Linked DNA regions of Mus musculus: region 1 is linked to region 2. A link is a contact called in public HiChIP or PLAC-seq data. All regions are on one chromosome and are shown on one strand. Each heading gives the region's core, a stretch centred on a gene start, on an enhancer-like site or on the middle of the called end of the contact. The rest is flanking DNA. Distances are from core to core; before and after follow the strand shown.

What was found. HiChIP or PLAC-seq counts read pairs in DNA pulled down with a chosen protein or histone mark.
Region 1: an H3K27ac HiChIP or PLAC-seq map of embryonic stem cells shows a contact between it and region 2, with 9 read pairs. The contact joins two enhancer-like sites. A contact is called at or near these places in 2 of 115 datasets of contacts at active chromatin or transcription factors (both in embryonic stem cells) and 1 of 9 other capture datasets (embryonic stem cells).

What each region holds. Positions count from the first base shown.
Region 1 is chr6:140,573,755-140,578,880 of GRCm38.p6, reverse strand. Plekha5 (pleckstrin homology domain containing, family A member 5) reads right to left here. Exons shown (of 31, transcript NM_144920.3): 22 at 1,543-1,654. Among named protein-coding and RNA genes, the nearest start is that of Aebp2, 47 kb to the left of the region's middle. Within about 2 kb of position 2,595, at least 32 of the 459 cell types and tissues checked have an H3K27ac peak or open chromatin away from gene starts, as enhancers often do. A contact at or near this core is called in embryonic stem cells, where this site is marked.
Region 2 is chr6:140,207,991-140,213,260 of GRCm38.p6, reverse strand. No RefSeq gene overlaps it. Among named protein-coding and RNA genes, the nearest start is that of Gm38917, 75 kb to the left of the region's middle. Within about 2 kb of position 3,485, at least 23 of the 459 cell types and tissues checked have an H3K27ac peak or open chromatin away from gene starts, as enhancers often do. A contact at or near this core is called in embryonic stem cells, where this site is marked.

The DNA.
Region 1 (5,126 bases), core at 1,346-3,845, 370 kb before region 2:
GTCCTTCCACCTTGTGGGTCTCAGGGATCAAACCCAGGTCTCCAGTATTGCAGCCAATGTCCTTACCCACTGAGCTGTCCCACCAGGCCAGCCTGGTTCTACTTATTTTAGATGAAGTCTTCTCCGCTCTATCCCTACCCATTGCCTGCTTTCAGAAATGGAGTTAATCTTCCCTGCCAGTAACTGAGGCTGGCCTCAGACACAAGGCAACCCCCTGGCCTCAACCTCCCTAGTGCTAGGACTGTGGTGTTAGCTATCATATGTGGTGAAGCCTTCCGTTTCTTTTCTTTTTTGGGGGCGGGGGGGGGGGGGGGAGGGGCAAGGTTTCTCTGTGTAGCCCTGGCTGCCTGGAACTTGCATTGTACACTAGGCTGGCCTCAAACTCAGGGATCTGCCTGCCTCTGCCTCCAGAGTGCAAGGATTTAAGGTCTATACTACCACCAACATCTGGCTCTAAATACTAAAATTAAAAGATGGTATTTCAGGCTGGAAAGATGGCTGACTGATTCTCAGCTGGAGGCGCACAACGGCCTTTAACAGTTCCAGGGGCTCTGCTGCCTTCTGGCCTCCACAGGCACAAGTCACACAGATGAACATGGAGGCAGAACACCAGCACACATAAAGTTTTTTTAAAAATCTTAATAATAAGAAAAGAAAGGATATGTGGAAACAGGTTTCCTCACGCATTATTGGCATACACAGTAATCTTTTATGAGACCAATCTGGCCGTAGTCTTTAGAATGGAGTACATACTAACTCTTTACACTGTGGGACCTGGTGGAACGATGCCTGTTACAGAGTGACTCACAGACAGTAACAGAGAGAGCTGCAGATACAGCACACATTCACCGACATGAAGCACAGTTAGTCCCTGCAGTTAATCTCTCTTAGGCAGCTACTACTACATTTGGGGCGGGGAAAGCCAACAAGATCAGTTACCATGGTAATGGTAGCAGGAACTGCACTCATTGGTTAGAACCAAGAAAAGACAAGAAGGTGATGTTGACATATGTTGATATGCCACATACATGAATGAAACTTTCAAAATATAAATAAAAGATTTATTAAAAGGTAGCCGGGAAGCAGAGCTGGAGAGATGGCTCAGAGGTTAAGAGCACCGGTTGCTTTTCCAGAGGTCCTGAGTTCAATTCCTAGCAACCACATGGTGGCTCACAGCCATCTGTAATGAGATCTGATGCCCTCTTCTGGCCTGCAGATGTATATGCAGCAGAGCACTCACATTAAATAAATAAAAAATTTTAAAAGTGGGGGGAGCAAATTGAGAAAAAGGGGTGTAGGATCACTTCCGTTTTTGTCCCCACACTAGGAAGACTCAGAAGGGGAGAGTCGCTGAAGTCCCTTCAGCTTCACTCACTCAGGTCAGGGTTTGTGTGGCGGTGGCTGCCAGAATTGCTGCTTTTGGTTTATTAAGTTATGTACCATTCAGTGGCTCAGAGGGCTGGTTTCTGGTGATAGACTCTATTGAGGTGCAAATGTAACGCCATCTTTCCATTTAGACACCGCTGTGCAGAGCTGACCCACCTGTTTCTGAAGAGCCTCTTTGCTGTTTGTGTTTGCTCAACCCCTCCATGACATCTTGAATTCTCCAGAGCTCCTTTTGAATCTGTGCCCGTTGAATTCCTGCCGACTCACTCTATCAGCAAAGACGACAGATCACTGTAGTGCTTGCGTGGGGCAGGCCCGTGGACTCATGCATTTGAACCCTGGGTGTCTGCTGGCGGGGCCTTGATAAAGGCAGTCCACACTGGGTGGGAGCGTTGATGCTTTACAGCTGGGCCCGTCCTCGTTCTCTCCCTCCCGAGCTCTGGCCAGCCTCCAGGCCTTCCTGCCGTGATGGAACCAAGGCAGAGGGCCAGAAGAAACCCTTTCTCCACTAAGTTGCTTTTTGTTAGGGTTTTCTATGACAGCAACAGGAAAATAACTAACTCAATAACAACTTACGAAAACCGTCAACCTTATAAGTTCTACTAGTCATAAATAAACAATTAGAGCGGCCGAGGGCTAAGTCCCAGGGTATTTAGCGTAACACACACGAGGCAAACAGTAAAGCTGTGCCAGGCGTGGTAGTGCACACCTTTAATCCCAGCACTCAGGAGGCAGAGGTAGGCTGATTTCTGAGTTCAAGGCCAGCCTGGTCTACAAAGTGAGCTCCAGGACAGCCAGGGCTATACAGAGAAACCCTGTCTCAAAAAACAAAACAAAAAATCCCAAAAAACCCCCAAACAAACAAACAAACAAAAACCAGTAAAGCTGTGCATGTCCATCACGGCAGGAAGGCCTGGAGGCTGGCCCGAGCTCGGGAGAAGAGAAGGAAAGCCAAGGAGTTCTCCATGGGCTACCTCGGCTACAGATCACTTTCTCTGGTTTCACATACAGCCAAGCCAACGGTGGGCTGCAGATCAGTGGCAGGAAGTCATTTGTCCTGCATGCACAAGGCTCTCGCACAGCAGCAGCGCTGGATTTAAGAAAGAGTCACTACCGTGTAACTGCTGCTCAGTTACAGCTGCTGCTGCAGGCGTGGGCGTGCGCAGCCCAGGAGCAGAGCTGAGGACACTTATGCCCCATCACCTCCTCCCAACCTTCCTGTACAGGGAGGGAAGGCACTGTATTACTTGTGGTTTCATGGTTCACTGACAGGCATGGGACATGTTCTGAGGATCAGGGCTCCTGCACTACTTCCTAAATTCTAAAACATAAAAAACAATCCCCCATAATCAGCTTCCAAACGCTGACACCATTGCATACACTAGCAAGATTTTATCGAAAGGACCCAGATGTAGCTGTCTCTTGTGAGACTATGCCGGGGCCTAGCAAACACAGAAGTGGATGCTCACAGTCAGCTATTGGATGGGTCACAGGGCCCTCAATGGAGGAGCTAGAGAAAGTAACCAAGGAGCTAAAGGGATCTGCAACCCTATAGGTGGAACAACATTATGAACTAACCAGTACCTCGGAGCTCTTGACTCTAGCTGCATATGTATCAAAAGATGGCCTAGTCGGCCATCACTGCAAAGAGAGGCCCATTGGACTTGCAAACTTTATATGCCCCAGTACAGGGGAACGCCAGGGCCAAGGAGTGGGAGTGGGTGGGTGGGGGAGTGGGGGGGGGAGTGTGTTGGGGACTTTTTGGATAGCATTGGAAATGTAAATGAGGAAAATACCTAATAAAAACAATTAATTCTAAAAAAAACAAAACAAAAAAAAAAAAACAAACAATCCCCACTTGATTGACGGAAGTAAGTAAGTGTGTTTCCAATACAAACATTTCATCCCAGCCACTTTTACTCTATTCTGGTACATTCACTTTCTTCTTCTTCTTCTTCTTCTTTTTTTTTTTTTTTTTGGTTTTTCAAGACAGGGTTTCTCTGTGTAGCCCTGGCTGTCCTGGAACTCACTTTGTAGACCAGGCTGGTCTCGAACTCAGAAATCCTCTTGCCTCTGCCTCCCAAGTGCTGGGATTAAAGGTGTGCGCCACCACTACCTGGCCTACATTCTGTATCATGCTTTCTTATTTAAACATTTTGTATCATGCTTTAAGTTAAAACCACACAGTTTCAAGACTCTGTTATACTTATATGACCCTTGCAGGGAAATCCATTTGTCTTGGGGCTGGAATGATAGCTTAGCACTTAAGAGAGCTTGCTGTCCTTCCAAAAACCACACGTTAGTAGCTCACAACCACCTGTTACACAAAGTCCAGGGTCCATGACCTCTGAGGTATCCACACATGTGGCACACACTGTCCACATACAATGTCCTGTTGCTGTGAGAGAGGGAACACCATGGCCACAGCCAAACTCTTCCTATCTTATTTTTTTCTGAGACAGGGTTTCTCTGTGTAACTCCGGCTGACCCCAAACCCAAAACTCACAGAGATCCACCTACCTCTGCCTCCTGAGCGCTGGGTGGTGAGAACCAATGCTGCCTGGTGGCTTGCTTTGGGGGGCAAACTCTTCTAAAAAGAAAGTACTTGACTGGGGACTTGCTTACAGTTTCCGATGGTTAGTCCCTGACTATCATGGCTGGATACAGACAGGCACAGTGCTGAAGTAGTGCCTGACAGTCACACTGAGCCTGCTGTGGCTGCTGCTGCTGCTTCTTTTTTTATATTTATTTATCTCATGGATGTGGGTACACTGGCGCTGTCTTCAGACAGACTAGAAGAGAGCATCAAATCCCATTATAGATGGTTGTGAGCCACCATGTGGTTGCTGGGAGTTGAACTCAGGACCTCTGGAAGAGCAGCCAGTGCTCTTAACCAGAGTCTTCTCTCCAGCCCCCGCTGTGGCTTTTGAAGCCCCAAAGCCCACCCACAATAACATAAGTCCTCTAACTTGTTGAGGAAGTGTGTCACTGTTGTGGGCTCTGATGGCTCTTAGTGCTCAAGTTCTGACCAGTGAGGAAGAGAGTCCCCTCCTGACTGTCTGCAGAATTCAGTCTCTCCTGGCTGCCTTCAGATCAAGATATAGAACTCTCAGCACCTTCTCCAGCATCAAGTTGGCTTGCACCCTGCCTTGTTTCCTGCCATGATAATGTACTGAACTCTGAAATGTAAACCCCAATTAAATGATGTCCTTCATAAGAGCTGCCTTGGCCATGGTGTCTCTTCACAGCAATAAAACCCAAACTCAGACAGGGAGTATCTCACTAAGCAGCCCTGCTGGCCTGGAACTGTTTGGAGCCTAAGCTCTGGCTCTGCCTGCCTGCTGAACTCTGGGACTGCAGCTGTTTACCATCCTTCCTGGTTACAGGTCTGTTCTCAGTGTCTATTTGCCTGAAACCTGTCAATGCCTCAAGTATTACAAAGCACACAGAAGGACTCAGGAGTGAAAGCTCAGGAGAAAAACGACAGACAGGGAGAGAAGATTAACCATGCAAGCCAGAAACTTGCATGCCTGTAGAGTATAAAGTCTGTACAGATACATGTTTTTGGCAACCTAAAATTTGTACAAGTTTCATGTTTTAAGGTTTAGTTATATTTTGTGTGGGTGTGTATGGTGGTGGTTTGAATGAAAATGGCCAACATAAGCTCATATATTTGAATGCTTAATCACCAGAGAATCAAACTGCTTGGGAAGGCTGAGGGGGTGTGTCCTTGTTGGAGG
Region 2 (5,270 bases), core at 2,236-4,735:
TAGTTTGTCCTCAGCTTTGCACAGGGCGTCTGCCCTCCACTTGGCACCTTGTGTCTTCTCTAGGCTTGCTCTCTTGCTTCTGGCAGGTCACCATCTGTGCAGAACTCCTCATCGACAAATTGCTTCTTGCCACGTGCTGGATTGCTCGTGCGAAGTAGCACTTAAGAAATAATTGCTTTGGGAGATCTCAAAGCACTCAAACCTCATGGATTCTATGGAACCTTCTGAAGTTGTTATGGGACATAAGATGGAGGCAAGAAAAGATTGGGCTAACTATTGGAAGAAGAAATGAGTGAGTTAAACCAGGATCAGGAAATGCAGCCAGGGATGGTTTATGTATTTGTATTCTCAGCACTTAGCAGGCTGGACAGAAGGATGGAAGCATCGAGGCTGTCTGCAGAACCAGCGGCTTTTAAGATCCTTTTAAGATACCAGATTTACTGTTTAAAGTAAAACAGAAAAAAAAAATCAGCATTTGAGAGCCTGGACACAATGTATCAAATGACAGACTCATAAAGAACCTGTACTCAGGGGAGATATTCAGTAATTGAGAATACTGGCTTCTCCTGCAGAGGACATGAATTCAATTCCCAGCACCCACATGGAAGCTCCCAACCATCTGCAACTGCAGTCTCAGGGGGATCCAGCGCCCTCTTCTGGCACCTACAGGCACTGCACACACAAGGTGCACAGACATCATGCAAGCAGACACATAAAACAAAAAGAACTGGGAGTTTCTAATTTCTTCCAAGTCAAGATGGGAATGAGGCTTCGGAGTAGTATTAGGCTAAGCAATTTATATTATTCATGACATTAATGTGTAATTTTCCCCACAAGCAGCCAGGGAAGAGAAATTTCCATATTGTACACGAGGCAGCTTTGTGTGTATATACACTGTGCATGAAATGAGCCTCAATCAGAAGGAATTTTAATGTAAGGTAACTTTATTAGCTGTAGAAAGGTCTGGAACTGTTCTCTATCACTGTTTCCTGCCTGATGGTTCGAGCATGTTTCATAGTATTTTATTTTAGTTATTCTTAGATAAATCAGTAGTCCCGTTGTTTTTGCATTAAAATCTCAGTTGGGCCCAATAAACACACGAGTCCTGTCTAGACCTGTGCTGTGTAAAAATTTCCCGATTTATCTTGGCTCCGATCTCCTCCTCCCGATTCTGCTTTCGACTGGCCAGCCTGCAGAGGAGAGAGGGCTGCGGTCAGCTTCTTGTTTCTGTGGGTGGCTGTCCTGCCCTCCTGCAGAGGCGAGCGTGCCAGAGAGCAGAGTGTGAATAAAGGGTGGGCTTTATGTGACCGGGGCAGGTGAGTCTGGGGTCAGTTCCCTCCGGATTCAGTGGCGGTGCTGGTGATGCTGTCCTATCTCATCCATCCGTGGCTTTCTTCCTGCAGAGCAAAGGATGTGGGAACCTGGGTGAGGTAACTCTGTTCTTCTTCCTAACCATGCCTGCCCTTAGCCCTGGTGTGTGGGACAGCGTTCTTTGGCGTCTCTGATGGACCTGAGACAAATCTTTTCAAGATGACCTCAGATTTACTGTAGAGCCGTCCATCTTCCCCACCAACAGTGAAACAGTTCATTCCACTGCTGTAGTTTGAATGTGGTGTGTCTCACAAAGGTTTGGACTGGAGGTTTGGCTCCTAGTGTGGTAGTTCAGAGAAGGGGCGGGACCTTTAGGAGGTAGGGGGCCTACTGGGTCTTGGTTAAAGTTGGTCTTGTGGACTGTCTAGTTTTATGTTAACTTGACACCAGCCAGAGCCATTTTGGAACGGGGAAACTCAGCTGAGAAAAACGCCCTGACAAGACCGGCCTGTGTGCAAGCCTGTGGTGGTGCATTTTCTGCATTGATGAATGATCCCAGAGAGCCCAGGAGACCCCCCCCCCACCCCACCCGGGGCTGGTGCTCCTGGGTGCTGTAAGAAAGCAGGTTGAGCAAGCCAGTAAGCAGTGTTCCTCTACATCAGTTCCTGCCTCCAGGCTCTGGCCTTGACTTTCTCTTAGTGATTAACTGTGATGGGGAAGTGTAAGCCAAATAAGTTCTTTCCTCACAAAGTTGCTTTTGGTCAAGGTGTTTCATCAGGTCGATAGAAACCTAAGATAGAGAGTGAATAAAGGCTTTCAAAAATGGGTTGTTCCTCCCTCCCAGGCTCAGGGAGTATCACAGAAGACAATCCAGAAAAAGAGCAAAACAGAGGGGTAGAGGTGTTCCTCCCCACCCCCACGTAAGGGCCTGGCACCACTGCTCTGCTCTTAAATTCATTAAAGTGCAGACTACCTACACAAGGATGGGCTTGTCCACTCCTGTCTTGGAGGAAGAGGGGCTCTCTAGGTCCTGCTCCTTCTGGGATTTGTAAACAGTTGCTAGAGGTGGGCAAGGCATGTTCTTCAGTTAGGTACCATGGTCCTATAAATGACTTCTCGCTTGCACTAGTATAGGTAACTCCAGTTATATATCCTGGTATACACACACATGCGAACATGAACACACATGCATGTGCACCGATACACACACATGCATGCACACACATGGGTACACACAAGGGTGTACACATGCACGTGTGCACACACACACAGGCACACACATGCACACACACATGTAGACACACATGCACACAACTCGCATGAGAACACAGTGAGGCTTAGTGAGGAAGAGAGCCAGTGGGAGGGAACAAGAAGGCAATCAGGACTGCGAATATGATCAGAACACATTATATACACAGATGAAGATGTTCCAATGAAATTCGTTAACATGTGTAATGAACATGTGCTAATAGAAAACTTGGGGTGAGAAGAGTGGTTTGTTAGAAGGTAAAGCTACGCTGACTGTTTGACTCACTATCTGCGCAGCAGGCTCCTTTCCACTTCTCAGCTGTTTGGTGGCGCACTGAGGGATCCACATGAGAGTGCTAGAACGATGGTGTTTGGGCTCCGTACAGAACCCAGACAAACTGCTAAGGCTACCATATATAGCCCTCCATCTCAGGAGCTTTGCCATAGCAACAGGAAATTGGCCTATGTTCACCTGTTCTTTCATTCCTATAATTTTTTAAAAAAATTGTCTCATGGTAGGAATGAGCAAGCAGTTTATATTTTTTAAGGCAGATTTTTAGTGTCCCCATGGAAATTTTTCTTTTTTAGCGTAAGGCAATGGGGACTAACTAACCTCATTCCCAAGTAAAGGGGAAGAAAAATGCTGTGGTTGCCAACAGTCCTTGCTGAAGGAGCCATTTTCTCTAGGTGTCTTCACTATTTAAATGTTGGAGGTGAGGCAGGTTAATTCCTGCTGGCTTTCAGTCTAGGCCCTGCCTCCGCAGTTACCTGGCAACAGCCAGGTGTGCCTGACTCACTGTAAAAGGGGCTGCTTGCCCCCTTCTCACTCTCTTGCTTTCTTTTCCTGTACTCTCTCTCCATTCCCCTCCCCCAATATGCTGATGGCCAGCCTCTATTCTCTACTCTCTCCCTCTCTTTGCCTTTCTCTGCCTCTACTCCCCTCTCCCCTCCCCTCCCTATTCCCTGAATAAACTCTATTCTATACTATACCATTGTATGGCTGGTCCCTCAGGAGGAAGGGATGCCTCAGCAAGGGCCTGGAAAGGCACCCCCTTCCCCCACACCTGACTATACCTCCACCACACACATCCCTTCTCTCTATCTTTTTATAAAACACAACAACTCCACTAATTTGTTTATTTTTAAATTGTGTGTCTGTGTGGGCATGTGCGTGCCCGTGGAGTCCGGACAAGCATGTTGGATCCCCTGCAGCTGGAATTACAGGCAGTTGTGAGCATGGTCTCTCCTGGCTGTCATCCCTGGCGATCCTTCATTTTCTTAAGGTTTGCTTGTACGCCTGTCTGTGGCGGCAGTGAGATGGTAGCGGCCCTCAGCTATGAGCTTGGGAGTGTTTCTCATCCACGTGCTCATGAGACAACCCTGTCACGGCGATGGATGGCCAGGCTAGAGCACGCTGAGTGTCGTCTCACTACTGACTGAGAACACTGGACTGACAGTTGGCTCCGCATTCTTAGAGGATGAGAAACACACGGGCAGAAGCTGGAGACAGCTGTGCCCCGTTATCCATTTCTCGGTTATCCCTGTCACGAGCTCTCCAGAACTGAGTTGGGTGAGCTTCATGGTCATCCCTCTTTCTCTAGGCTCTTTACAAAATATACTATACTGTAACATTTCGTTAATTCCTTGAGAATCTCATACATGCATACAATGTATTTTCATATTTACCTTCACCCCTCTCCCTAACTCCCCCCAGATCCACCTCTTGCCTGCTCCCATCTTGGTATCTCCTCTTTTTTAAAAAGTATCTAACCTGACGAGTCTCATTTGTACTATATATATATATATATACAAATTATATATATATATATATATATATATATATATATATATATATATATATTCTTTTCCTTGGGTGTGTGACTATTCATTGGTATTCACTGGAGTTGGGTGATGGGCCAGGGGCCACACTTGTAAAGACAACTGACTGCCTCCTGGAGAAGCCATCAACTATCAATAGATCCTCAGCCAGGAGTGTATGCTTGTGGACTCTGCTCTGTTCCATCTCTAGGTCTTCTTGCCAACCAGGAAGAGGTCTGAAGGAAACTCTGGGTGGTGGCAGCATGCCAGGCAGTCTTGTTTGCAAGCAAATTTGACATGGCAGCTATAGCTTATTGTCCTTGCAGTTGCCCTGAATATGCCAGAGGAAAGAGCTGTGTAAACAGCCCGAGGAACCAATGGCACAACTCAGAGCACACTGCAGCCCTGCAGACACCATGACAGGGCTCTGATTTACTACTGGCTTGAAGAAATGACTGTTACCTTGAGTTCCGAATTACCACATCCCGAGGGCATTCTTTGGCATTCTATCCAGGCTGCTAACCAAGTCTTCCACACTTCATTTATGGGATCTGACACTATCACAGACTCCAGCAGTATAGCTGTAGGCTCTAGTAAACTCCTAAATTAAAAGGCAACCCAGTCAAGGGTATTTTGATGTCCAGGGATTTGCACGCAGCTCCCACTAGGATTAGAGCCAAGTCCCTTCTGACTTACTGAAATTAATGCAGAGCTTTCTATCTTAGCTCCGTGCTTTGCATGGGCAATAGAAGAGGAGGTTTGAGTGGGCCAGGCACTTTAAGGATGCTCCATTTTCCTCCAGGAAGCACCTTACATATGTAACGCAGTAGTCTAAAGAAAGCATAAAGATGCTATATTGACACTGCTTCAGAAATTGTGAGGCTTGAGCTATG